Linked DNA regions of Bombyx mori: region 2 is linked to region 1. Evidence: chromatin contacts called from public Hi-C data. All regions are on one chromosome and are shown on one strand. Each heading gives the region's core, a stretch centred on a gene start, on an enhancer-like site or on the middle of the called end of the contact. The rest is flanking DNA. Distances are from core to core; before and after follow the strand shown.

The links. Hi-C and Micro-C count contacts between places; a contact is called where the count stands out from the background.
Region 2: a Hi-C map of whole pupa shows a contact between it and region 1, with 2.8 times the contacts expected there. The contact joins two enhancer-like sites. A contact is called at or near these places in 3 of 7 Hi-C or Micro-C datasets (an unstated tissue and whole pupa).

The regions. Positions count from the first base shown.
Region 1 is chr11:11,271,728-11,278,451 of ASM3026992v2, forward strand. No RefSeq gene overlaps it. Among protein-coding and RNA genes, the nearest start is that of LOC119629108, 7.3 kb to the left of the region's middle. Within about 2 kb of position 1,969, at least 7 of the 8 cell types and tissues checked have open chromatin away from gene starts, as enhancers often do.
Region 2 is chr11:11,395,876-11,403,327 of ASM3026992v2, forward strand. LOC101744766 (zinc transporter ZIP11) reads right to left here. Exons shown (of 7, transcript XM_004931471.5): 4 at 5,435-5,628. Among protein-coding and RNA genes, the nearest start is that of LOC101744766, 13 kb to the right of the region's middle. Within about 2 kb of position 4,501, at least 8 of the 8 cell types and tissues checked have open chromatin away from gene starts, as enhancers often do.

The sequences.
Region 1 (6,724 bases), core at 719-3,218:
TATATTTACTTAGCTTTTTGGGCTTCTTTAATAGCCATTAAAGAATAGATGTTTGTTAAAAATTCAAATTTACTTAAAAAATATAGTTAATTATTTAGATAGTTACTCAAGTGATAATAATAATAATTTGTTTATAAGAATTATGTAATGCACGTAAACTGCAAATAAGACTTTCATCGCATCTTGTATTTAATATAAAATAGGACCTCCCAACTACAATTTCACAATCTAACTAAACGGCAAAATAGTAATAGCCGTCATAGCTATTGAGTAGCTAGAAATAGTCGGTAAGAGTAGTGACTACCGGCAATGTTTTTTGAAATCGCCGATCCGTTTATACGATAGTTAAACGGTAGGTAAATTTAGAATGTCTAATAGTACCTACTGGTTATATTTTAAATTTTGTGAAAAAAAATTATATATACTTTATATATTAAGTAATGGGGAGCAATTGTACTTTCTACTTATGCGAACGCTGTCTAAGTTTAGTTAATTGCAAAGATTTACCAAAAATCGAAATTAATGTTGAATTTTGTAAAACTGTAATGTAAAAAAGATAACAAATTTCCCGAAATGGTTAAAAATTAAATCGATAACCAAAAAAGGCGAGGGGAATTAAAGTTTGATTGATTAATACCTACAGTTTTTTACAGTATTATAAAAATATGTGTTGTAAAGGAAGAATATTATTACAAAAATTGGTCCAATTAATTATTTAGCTATCGTTTAGTTTCAAAAACTATATTTTGTGGACTAATAAAAACGAATGATGTATATTGAATTTAAAACAATTTATATTAGAATTTAATTCGTGAAATTATTAAAATTTAATTTTATATCCATGTTCTCCCATATATTAATATAAGTTATATATATATAATATAAATTAAGTACTAAAATAATAAAAATAGTTACTTTATGAACGAATTATTATTAACTCTGCAGGTAACGGTAAAGTTTTAAGTTTAGTACGTAAAATATATATTTTTTGTTTAGAAAAACAAAGAAAACGCTATTAATTAGCCTTCTAAAATTTCAGTTTATGAACATGATCATTCAAATTAGGTATTGTTTTGTTAAAGAACAAAATGAATTAACAATAAGTTTAGCTGCGTATTGCGAAGTAGTAATATTATATTAAGCCAACTAACAAAATTAGCAAATAACAAAAAAAAAAAAAACTTTAATTTTAACCCAAGCATGAAATAGCCATGAATGTTTTTTTTATCAAAATATTTAATTACCAATCTTCGATATGATTTAAAAATAGATTAACAGTACCGTTAACTTTTTAGGGCTTAAAAGGTCAATGTAAAATTAATGCAATTTATTAATATTAACTAATAAGAATTAATGAGTGTGAATAGTAAATTGCTGAAACGTATTTGTTTAAGAAAGCCACAGGTAAGTATGTAACTGCCACTTGTTGGTAGCATAATGAGGGTAGATAGAGCAGGAGTCGTGCTGTATTCGCTTCTCTCAGGCGTGACGTCCGGCCGGGGTCAGCGAACGCAGGAGCAACGATTCCTTTCTTATGCCCGACAGACGACCCTCCTAGCTGTGCCATTCACGTCCCTTACTACAAAAACACTCTTAAAACATTCCCTATTCCACTCGTACTCACCAGCTTCGAGCTACATCTCTCGAGTTCGCGTAGTTCGTTCACAGTAAACCGATTCGTATGTACCGGTAGACACAGTTTCACTGGATAGTAAACACAAACATTGTACGTGCTATCGGAAGGATATTGTCACGGTTCAGGTAAACGTTGTGAGATATGATCGCGTCTCCGGCGCAGGCGCAGCGACCAGCGCTAACAGATTAATCGTAGCAATGTATCACACGTGCAGTCCGCGCTGGCGGCCCTTCTATTTGTAAACCGGCGCCGAGGGCCGTGCATTCCTAGCGTGCCTCAAGCCCTGCGCGCCTCCACCCGAACGATCCCGTCCATCGTCTGCCGCCGAGACCGACGTACAATTCCGTTTCGATTGCAAGCCTCTTTCTAATGTTTTCTCCGCGAGCGGCAATGGATCGTGCTCACCACGATGTTGCCGTGTTTCTATGAATCGGCTCGATTTTGAACTCTATAAGCAAAGCTACTGTAGCTGTCAAATGTTCGATATTCTCGAGATCAATTCTCGTCAAATTCTTCAACCTTATATGGAGTTGTAAATGCTTTCGAACCCGGGGTTTAAATGATTGTAAATCATTTGATGTGTTTTTATTTGTGGATACAGGTGTTATCGAGAACGCCGAAAGGTATTCGGTTAAGTTGACGAAACTTACTTATTTGTGTGGTCCGCCTAACAAGTGACAACGTAGGTACATAACGATCTAGCTTATCTTAAATATTCTCTCCTTGTTATGTTTCGGTCAATATCATAGGAAAACTTAACATATGGATATTAGTTGCATAATATGCGAGATGTAAACAGTAATAGGAGTAACATGAGAATTGAGTATTTGTAGTTAAGTAGGTACGGGCACTGCATTCCGATGAATGGTGAGGGGCCGGCGCCTGGATATGTCGGAGGGCCGGGGGGTGCGGGGGAGGGGAGAGGACACGTACGCATGCCTGCGCGTGCGCCTGTTGCGACAAACGCATGCCACTACTCATGCTAACAGGTGCCTTCATAACTATTTACCTTTCAAAACTATTCACTTACCAAGGTATGCATTAGGAACAAGAATGGTATAACGGAGCTTTGGATAGTAAGGTTTTATTAGAAAACTGACGTGACCCCTTTCAGGTGTAATTGTATATAGAAAATATTACTTATTTACGTTAGCTAGGTTACGTTTTGATAGATTATTCTAAAAACCTTGAGTATAAAGCTGTGGGAAAAATGAAATGGATGGAATGAGATAAATTAGATCGTACTAGGGCCTTACGTAGGTACTAGACTTTAGTCACAGAGACTAAGGTATCAAAGCGCACACGTGTTCCAGCGAGGCTACTCATCCAAGTTCAAATCTAAATCCGCATTCCTTGACCGTGGAAATGCTAATTAATTTCACGGAAAAAGGATGACAATCATTCGAAGAATTTCCGCACGTATAGGAGGTACCTACAACAAATAATTAAATTGTGATTTGATTCGATGAGTCAAAAACTATTTTATCTAATCATTAATTTGTTGATTGAACATAGTGAACGAGGGCAATCAGCGGTCGACGGCGCTGGAGCCAATTGTGGGAGTGCGAGGTTTATGGAATGTTAACGAGCGTGGTGCACTGTCGCAAATTGCTCACGACGAACTTTGAAACGTTGGCCCGAACATGTTCCTATGGAATGCGGATGCTACCGAGACCCTGCACTTCTTTGATCATTGATAAGCATTTCATCACACACTGAGTAACTACTTGGTTATACGAGGCCACTATTGATCTTCTGATGTTTGATGCGTCTTTTTATGAGATAGCTTTGATGTTCGTAATAGCGTAGAAGTGGTGGCTTGAATATGAATTAAGTTCGGGCGAACCTTGATTTGAATGGGTAACACAAGCTGGTGGTTAGGGGACATGACAATAGAGTGAAGATGTAAGAGAGCAGCTTGCGCGCGTGGGGGCGGTCTGATGCTGGCGCGTGCGCAGCCGGACAGGTGCGCCCGTGCAGCCGGCCTGCTTGTTAAAAGGCCGCGCGAGAATTCCCCATCCGCTTCACTAATTACATTTAGGGTCCCGCTTACTACGATCGTTATCTCTATCAATCCGTATGTAACGTTTTCGTAAAATCGGGAATAAGGATAGACCGCCGAAATCGCTACAACGCAAACACATATGTATGAATCTGGAGAATCATTGAATCCGTTTCGAACGTATGTGATTCTGATAAAGTATATCAATTGGTGAATCGGTATTCATAAATTTTCAAAACATGCAACATGCAAAAAAAGGCAATTATTTTGGACACAAAAAAAAAATTAGCGGTTACGAGACGAATCGGTATCAACCGTCCAACGTAAACATCTCTATCGAATGGGATAGCGTTATCTTATCTCTTGCACGCATTGCAACAAAATTCCTTATATCGTTCATTATTTAGTCTCCGTCTAAAATAATGAAAAATTTCTCGCGAAATAGGAAACGTCTTAAGCACCATATTTTATTTAGAATGTTTCTTTTTTATAAATACACATTATATTTTTGTTTTCGTTTATTCTGATTGTTGTTAATTCTGTAAACGTAACGTTTCTTCCAATCTAACCCAATTTGCTAGTACTAGTACTAATACTAGTACTAGTACTAGCAAATTGTACCTAGTACTAGTATTAATACTAGGTATTACTGGTGGTAGGACCTCTTGTGTGTCCGCACGGGTAGGTACCACTACCCCGCCTATTTCTGCCGTGAAGCAGTAATGCGTTTCGGTTTGAAGGGTGGGGCAGCCGTTGTAACTATACTGAGACCTTAGAACTTATATCTCAAGGTGGTGGCACATTTACGTTGTAGATGTCTATGGGCTCCAGTAACCACTTAACACCAGGTGGGCTGTGAGCTCGCCCATCCATCTAAGCAAAAAATAAAAAACATATAGACTCCCCCACGAGTACTCTGAGTCACGGATGACTGTCACAATGCTGTGAAGGGATTAACTGCTTAATGCGTATTTGAGCTGTTTTTTAAATTTAATCCTTCACGACACAAACTTCTAATATTTAGAAAAGTACGTACTTAATGTTATTTCCTTCAAATACTGATCTTCAAGTCATTTTAAAGAATAGGCAACGACAAAGCAATTAAGCACAAGTTTCTCCACTCATACTCCTATATTATTTCTATTGTAATGTATGATGTAATGACTCTTAAGTATTAACAATAAAATTAATTTGTATACAGCCACTTTTCTTTTTAAAAAATAGAATAAATGGTTAAACACCATTTTCTCTGATGTTTGACACCCAGTTTTGTTCTTTTTTTAAATCTAGTTTAAGTTCTATTGACAAGCTTTAGTGTTATCGATAAAGTTGTTTTGAAGACAGTCAGTGCATTTCTTTAATATTTCAATAACAAAACAAAAATAACATGAAATGAGTTTAGATTTTGAGGTGTGGTATTTTGGTCGAATTTCCAACACTGAGAAAACATACTTGTGGATACTCCTTACTACTACTCTCCTTAGCCGACACGGCGATCACTTCGAAATCCGTTTCTAATTGTCACGGTGAGCTCGTGTGTGGCTAACATAGCCGATTTTATTCCTAAACGTTAGTGTACATTGCGGACATGTGAGCACACAATAATAATAGTTGTAAGAGATAGCACAGGGCAGGCGTGCTTTCAGTTCATTGCGTCGATCATCTGTTTCAGAGCAGCGTTTCTTCTTAAAGTTTTTTACTCTGGTTTTCACCAAAGACTTCCGTTCCGGTCGTCGAGTGGCTGTTTGCTCCCACTCAGAAGGCTCAATGTGACGCTTAAGCACATCTTTGTACCGGAGGAGTTGTCCGCCATGCTTACGCTTGAACTCCTTATCACCTTAGTGTATGCTAGCAGTGCAAAAATAAGAGAATTTTGTCCAACAACAGTAATATGGACGAATTTATATCACATAGCACAACGCAAAAGAATGTCGCCTAAGTCATAATCCTTTGAAGTTTGTAGAAGAAGAAACAGAAACATTAAAAGCTATTTATTATTTGTACTTAGGCGTTGGCCATTCTACCGCTTTAGTATATCTCTCCTTGGCACAAATTTATGGCTTAATCAACGATCCTTTCAATTGATTCCAAAGAAATAATTAGATTAATTAATTATATTAAATAATCCAATCACGCTTTAAAATTCGGGCCGGGAGTGAATTTGCGAAAGTCTCATTTGATGAATCACAAATAAAACTTATATGGACTTTCTTTACTAAATTTGAAATGATTTCAATTATAATGCTGTTTGAAATTTTTCCGAAAATTAGATTTACAGTTCTATTTTTCTTCATGAAACCTGCCGTTTCCTATAAAACCATTCCTAGCAATCTCATGATTAATCTTCGACTTCATCACTCCAAAAACGAGGTTGACTTTCAGGGTCAGTAGTGAAACATCTATGGGCTTCTGTTCATTTATTATAATCTCATCATATAGGCGCATTCCCGATTGAGCTTCCAAGCTCACGTAAAAGTCAATTATTATTCACTAAATCATGAATTCAAAATTTTGAACGCACACCGAATTTAATAACAGTACCAATTGAAGATATTGGATATTATAGTATTGGATTGATAACAAAAATTCTCATTTGTCAAAAGTCAGCACTGGTAATCTGGCTCTTTTCTACAGAGCGTTCTTTCTTAAGTTCTCCAAAGTGTATTTTCTTCTGAGACGCTCACTCTTGTTGAAGCTCGAATCAATATTCTATATCTGATATTTCAATGCTTTCGTCACGATTTGTTGCCAGTTTTGCAGCTTTCAACATCGAGATCATCGAAATGAAATTCTCTGTTGAGGTGGTCCAGCAAGATCACGATAGCTCACATGTTCTCTTCTCTTATTCATTAATTTCGGGATGATAATGCCCTCCAATGATTAGTTTGATGAAAAATCTTCACAGATTCTCGGTTGTAGGCTTATACTCGTAAATGTACTAAATCAAATGTTCACGATTGACTTCCACGGTGAAGGAATAACATCGTGTAATAAAAATCAAACCCGCAAAATTATAATTTGCGTAATTACTGGTGGTAGGACCTCTTGGGAGTCCGCACGGGTAGGTACCACCGCCCCGCCTATTT
Region 2 (7,452 bases), core at 3,251-5,750, 130 kb after region 1:
CATCTCTTCAGTCTCAGGTCCATTAGACGAGCATTCAAACGATGTCCTGCTTTTCTTCGATATGCCCGAAGCCCTAAGTCTTCATTTAACTCCCTTTTCACCGTGGTTCTGCTTAACCCTATCTGAAGGGGCAACAGTTTCATTACATTTGGGATTTCTTTGAATTCGCGCCTTCACAGCTTTTATCACTGCTGGAGTCCTAACAGACCGAGGGCGACCACTCCTTGACCTGTCATCTACACTAGAGTCTTCATTGTATCGTTTGATGGTACGATAAACGAATATTTTGGTTATATTCAAATTGTTCTGTATGTTAAAAATTTTAATTGGCGCGCAACCGCAACGATGCAACGCAATAACTGCAACACGGTCTTCTTTAAGCGTCCACTCCATATTTAAAAATGAGTAAATTTCTAAAAGTATACATTTTTATTTTACATGAACAATTCGAAATTCGAATTCAATAAACTTTTTTGTGGCCAGCATTCTAAAAGAAAAGTTTTTACTGTGTGACAATACTTATGACCTGACTAGTTATATATATATATAAAAATGAATTGCTGTTCGTTAGTCTCGCTAAAACTCGAGAACGGCTGGACCGATTTGGCTAATTTTGGTCTTGAATTATTTGTCGAAGTCCAGAGGTTTAAAAGGTAAATAAATATGAAAATGCTCAGAATTAAATAAAAATAACAATTTTGTTTTTCTTCGATGTGTTCCTTTTTGACCGATTCCTTTGTTTGTTTTAAATTTATTTTATACAAAAGTTTAGGTCTTTTATTTATCGATTGAGGCACTACGAAGTCTGCCGGGTCATCTAATAAAAACTAAATTATTGAACTCAAAAACCTATTTATAGTCTGGTTAGTATTTAGCAAGATTAATGAGACATCTATAGAATCGATTTAGAAATTGTTCAGTGAGTATTTGATGGTCGATCGTTTAAATAGAACATTGCATGGTACCTATAGGGGAAAGCTATAGAAGGCTCCGAGTGCGCGGAGCCGTAGGTCGGAGGCTCCCGAGGAATGCGGCCGGACGGAACTCTACAGCCTCCCCCTCTTTCTGCAGTTCCCCCTCAACTTCGCATACCGCCACCACCGTACGTACATATCATTACGATTCTTTTATATTTAAAGCATGTTTAGAGGTTGTAAAATCGCACAGTTTACGATTATATTTTTATAGGAAACTGTGCGAATTTAAACATTTACAATAATAGTTACAATAATTAATAAATACTTGGTATAGAGTTTTTTTTTTTTTTTAATACATTAGTTCTTGCGAGTTCATGAATCGCACAGCCTAATTATCAAAAAAGCTATTTCCATGCATTTTTATTTAAAATTTAAATTGCAAAAAGCAAAAAGTAAGTTAATAATATCATACATACATCATACATACTCATTCTTTACAAAAAAATGTGGATTTCTATTTTTCCTTGTGTAATAAATAGTTCATTAATAAATCACTTTTTCCCATAAACGTTGTTTATTCAATATAAAAATCATTGTCTTCTAACTCTAAGAAAGAAAATAGAGTCAATTCCGATGAACGACAGGGTTAACTTTATTACTAAGTAATAAAAGAGATGTAAGTTTCGTGGCATGACGACATAATCATTAAAGTGCTGGTCTCACAATTCCACATTCCCTCCTTAGATCCAGTTTAAAAAAATATTAATTTCAACGCTGTTTCCACATTTTTAAAACGATATTTATATGAAGTAACGTTCAATATTAAATGTAGGAAACATCCCTGCTGCTGGAGAAAGTACGATTCAAAACGTGTTTGTGAGTTGGTGTTTTCTGACAGAAGGGCGCCCGACACATTCCCGAGACTCGAATCGTAAATTACAGTAACGCGAGCGGCGCCGGCGCCGGGAGGAGAGCTTGTTACGATATTTGAACAAATTCCCGCCGGTGTTAATCTGCATAATAACAGCGGCGGACACAAAGCGGTTGCCGACTCCCATTATGCGCGGGCGCCATCCGCAGCCCGCGCGCCACCGCCCCCGCGCCGAACCTCTCCTCCAGGTAAGGACACACAACGCCATCTCCATACGATGCCTACATATAGGTACCTACGTGATCGCTCAAACCAGACAGCGACCAACTACGATGTTAAACCCACCTTATCGCCTGCCATCGTAATGAAGGCCTGCGAAACTGTGAGAATTATTTACAAAATTTGGAATGCCAGATAACGTATAATTTGACTTCTTTTTTTTTTGTAAAGTTTCCATTCAAAGTGCTGCAAGCTCAATAAGTTCAAACAGTGTTTCTGAGATCATTTTAGGGGCTTCGTTTAGGGCATATTAATAGTTGTCTACAAAAATGTAAGTATTTCGCACCGTAATGACACTAGTGCGATGTAATTAATGGCTGCGACAAACTCCGATATTACTTTACTAACCACGAATTAGCACCAATTAATCGCTATGAAAATAATTAACTCTTTACTGGTGGTAGGAACGCCGGATGAGTACCACCACCCTGCCTATTTCTACCGTGAAGCAGTAATGCGTTTCGGTCTGAAGGGTGGGGCAGCCGTTGTAACTATACTGAGACCTTAGAACTTATACGTCAAGGTGGGTGGCGGCATTTACGTTGTAGATGTCTATGAGCCCCGGTAACCACTTAACACCAGGTGGGCCGCGAGCTCGTCCACAAATCTAAGCAATAAAAAATATATAAAAAAATTAAACAAAAATCTGTTGGTACAAGTGGAAATGAATTCTGTAAGGGCAAGACAAGGCGCGACTGGTCGAACAAGGACGGATTCTCGGACCATTATAACACGAGGATTAGTAAGTAAGTAACTACTAGTGTGACCATGCGTTTCGAAGGATGTTTTTGTTTTAGTTTTGATACTTATGCGAGTACTTTCATCTATCTGTGAAACAACTGCACTTGATAATCCCAGACACGAATTTAAAATGAAATAATGAAATTCGTTACTTTTCAAGGATAATTCTTTTTGGATTGTTTCGATGATTTAGTTTTTCAGTTTTCAAAGTTTGTGCCTGGGTGCTTAGTAGTAATCAATGGCGAAAATCGTTCCTTTTTTTGGTTACATAAGCGTTTGAAGGCTCTTGTCGTATGTTGTACAGTTTTTGAGAGATATTTTTTTATATATAGGTAAATACAGTTTCAGTGACACGTTTGTTTTTGGCTTCGTATTTTAATTGTTATTTTTGGTATCTTTGGTACAACGGAACCCGCGGACTAACAAGCAGTTGATTGCAGTTATTTTTTAAATTTTTTATTGCTCAGTTGGGTGGACGAGCTCACAGCCCACCTAATATTAAGTGGTTACTGGAGCCCATAGACATCTACAACGTAAATGCGCTACCCACCTTGAGATATAAGTTCTAAGGTCTCAAATATAGTTACAACGGCTGCCCCACCCTTCAAACCGAAACGCATTACTGCTTCACGGCAGAAATAGGCAGTTTGGTGGTACCTACCCGCGCGGACTCACAAGAGGTCCTACCACCAGTAAAGTTAGTTAGGCCACTGAGGAAAATATATATTGTTTATAATGCGCACAATAGTATTGCTGGGTATTGCAAGATTTAAATACTGTCAATAAATTAAGACTATTATACTCCTAGTTCACGGTATCGAAATGAGAACTTTCTAATTAAACATTCTCGAAAAGTATTTTCGCAGAATACATTATGACATTAAGAATTTTAATTTTCCAAAATGGTTAATGGCACAAGGTGCCAATATATAACGGTTATGAATATGTTGCACCCACGCATCGGTTAAGACGACGCGACGCGACATAGCGTCAAGGTTGCCTTCAATGATACGGCCCGCGACGGCGGATTTTTCAGTGAAATAGCTTCACCGGGTTCGGCAGCGCCGCACCGGTGACGACAGCGTCTGCGCGGACGCGCCGGTCGATGCCCCCGCCGCCACGCGATTTGGCTCCACACTCCACTCGACACAACTACTCGCTAATGTCTTGGCGATTCTTTCTTTTCTATTAGTTGCCAACCCTAATTAACGCCCAAAAGGCGGGGACCCAAAAATGAGTTTGGATTTAAAGTATTCAGATTTAAAATCTTTCAAAAATAATCAGTATAAACAATTCGAAATAAAATTTTAAGTCTTCAATTATTTAACCGAGTCTATAGATAGATATCAAATCAAAAGTTTGAATTGTATTTTTTTAAAGTTATTATCACACTATTCATATCAAGCCAATACGAAAAGGGGGTTTTGAGACAGGATACAGATAATTTAACGATAGAAATCTAGACCATAAAACAGACACCATATGGCTAAGGTTCCCCCCCTACATTTACTGTAACATGACATTTGACAAAAACAATATCGAATAATAACTGTTTATAGAACACAATATACGTATTTCATTATATTTCGAGCGGGTTCCAGAAATAAAACAACGATAATTATACATTGAAACATTTCGCAACCGATTGGCAAAATAGAACGGTCGCGATTAGGTACGATGCCGCTAGCCAAGTTAGCGCGTGATGGCACATGCCAAACGTTCGACGACACAAGCGAAACAATTCTCATGTCCGACATCTATCTTTTAAAGTCATTTGAAACAACAAAAAATACAGATAATAATAAACACGACTATACAAATGTTTCATATAAACGTAAGTTTGTTTAGTGAGGATTAAATATAGTCATGTATAGGTAGGGAACTAAGACCGAGTTCAAAGTCCATAGTGCAAATGGTAGCTGCATCCCGCTCACGCCCGCAACTTATCAATGAAATGCCTGTTGAACAGCCGTTTTCGTTCCATCAACGGCGTCTCGCGTTCCTTCTTCTGACGTAACAAAATGGCGGTCAACTTATGATACGTTGCAGTCGATTTTGCATACTTATATAGAAATTTAAAACTAAAATGGAAAATTTTTGTTCAAATTTTCTTTTTGTGATTTAAATAGAATGCGACGTATGATTTTAAACAGTTATAAATATCCGAATGCGTTACATGGATTCATGTGGTATTAAAATTAATTGTAATAGAATTTAGACTTAGACGAGTAGTGTCCCCTATATGTAGCATTTGAATATTTTTTATTTAATATTTTCAATTGGTTAAGGCTGACAAAACTAGATGGCGCTGTACTTCAACGACATAATACCACCACATTAAATTGAACTTAGTTCAAACAAAACCTGATAGATGGCGGTGCACAGCATACACCAGAATTTCCCATAACTTTCAGTAGATGACATTACCAATACTTTGTTAATCATTTAAGCGCTCTTTTTCAATTTATTTCAAAAATTTGATATTGATATTGAATTATCATAAATTTGATTTGATGAATAAATCATGATTTACAAATCACAAGGAAATTAAATTAAAAAACACACTCAGATTTGATAAAAATTAAAAACGAAATCCATACCGTATTACTTAATTACCGCGACTTACCTTGATGACTGGAACATGGCTTTGTCGTTGGGGGCTGTGGCACCAAACGAGACGCCAACAGCCAACCCCTCAGGTATATTGTGGACTGTTATTGCGACTACAAGCAGCATGATACGCTTCCACTGTGACTGGCGCGCTTCCAACGACTTAGATATGCTGTCGCGGTGATCACCTTCTCCGTTCTCGCCAATTTTCTGCAATGTACATTAACTTTGCAAATTATGTCGTTTTCGAACGCAACGACGATTTTTTTTTTATTTAAATTGTCACGGAAAATCAAACGAAACTTGATTATTTGTTATTGCTGTGAGAAGGACATATTTATTTTTCAAAATCGTGCGTGGTTTTTTTTTCCTTTACCTTAACGGCACAAACTGTTCTATGTTGTAAAATTACAGAATTAAAATTACAGAACAGAAACAAACAACAAAATTACAGAACAGAAAAGTTACAAAATAAAATTATTATATTTAAATTAATTTGAACTTGTTCTTGCTCTTATGACAGTGTGCCAGTTATGTGGGGTCGGTGTAGCATGTCCTCTGATCATACTGTATAGGGATTTGGTATGAGTTTTAGGACCAATCGCCTGCCTGAAGACAAGCTTTTTTGACGTTTTTGTCTTCTTTTAAGGTTTCTTTTACGTCTTAACATTTACATTAAATATTGGTTTTCAAATACCAAAAAGATTAAAATATATCATATTTTATTCGTTTTTCTGTATTTTCACGACAACTTTTAAAACGAACACATATACAGGGTATCCCAGAACACAAATTAAATAATTATTTTAGAATTTCGATAATACCGATCTTCTTCTGAGGAAACTTGGCTTAGTGTATATATTTTTTTAGTAGTAATCAAAGTTTAGTGATAGTAAGTTTAGAGTTAATTTAACGATCATATGTACGTATTTTTTCTAAAAATAAATTTGTTTTCTTTTTCATTGATCTGACAACAAACTAGTTTGTCTAATTCCATAGCCAAAACAGCATTAAAGCTTACAAACAATTCAAAACTCTAATAACAATGTCGAACAATTTTACTCCCGATTTAGTATATTTTTTAAATTTCTCAATAAAATGGCTACTACTCGAGTTCTACTGTGTGTAGAGTGCTGTTTTTTTATGGCTCCTCATAAAAAAACCTTTCCCTCGACGCTAGGTTATCGATACCTTTTGGGACACTCATTATATTAATACATTAGCATAAATCACAATTCGAAAGAAGTTGAAATCATCGATATACGACTTTATGCCTGTACTGTAGATAAATACTTATCGTTTCAGCCAATTAACATTAACGTTGTCAATCACAAGACGGACAAGACGTTCCGATTTGAACAGTAGGATAGTTGTTGTTTTAATTTTATTAGTAATAACACGAAGCGACGAGCCGAGAATGTTATTATGTAAACATGAAGTTCTTTATTATAATTATGTTCATTTAATTTTTCCGATAAGCAAATGTTTTTACATCGACGACGTGCCATACAAAGCGCTGACCCAGATCGGGTGCAAAGTCGCATAATTTCTATTTCACAATTGAGTATTTATTTTGTATGTCATCAAATTTTTGCTCGAGATTTCAATCACATATTTCGTTGCGATTTCAAATCGGTATTTTTTTCTAAACTGATCAGTGGGCTCAGTGCAAGTTTTTTAACGCTCCCGATAGCGTAAAAGTTAACTCAAATTTGTATGGAGTTGGAAAGTTTACCTACGTTTGCCGCTAGGGGCGCTGTTCCAACTCCATACAAATTTAAGTTAACTTTTACGCTATCGAGAGCGTTAAGCTAAGTAAGCACACTGTTAGTAATGTACCTACCATGAATCGAATGCGAATAAATCGCTAAACGAGGTTAACGACCTGGTATGTCGGTACGCTTTGGATTACGGGCGTTTCTAGAGATGCGGGTTAACAAAGCATTTGACAAAATGTTTTGTTGGTTGTCGTCTAAGTTACGTGATGATGATATAGAATAAAACGATAAGAACTGGTAAAAGCAGTAAATGACG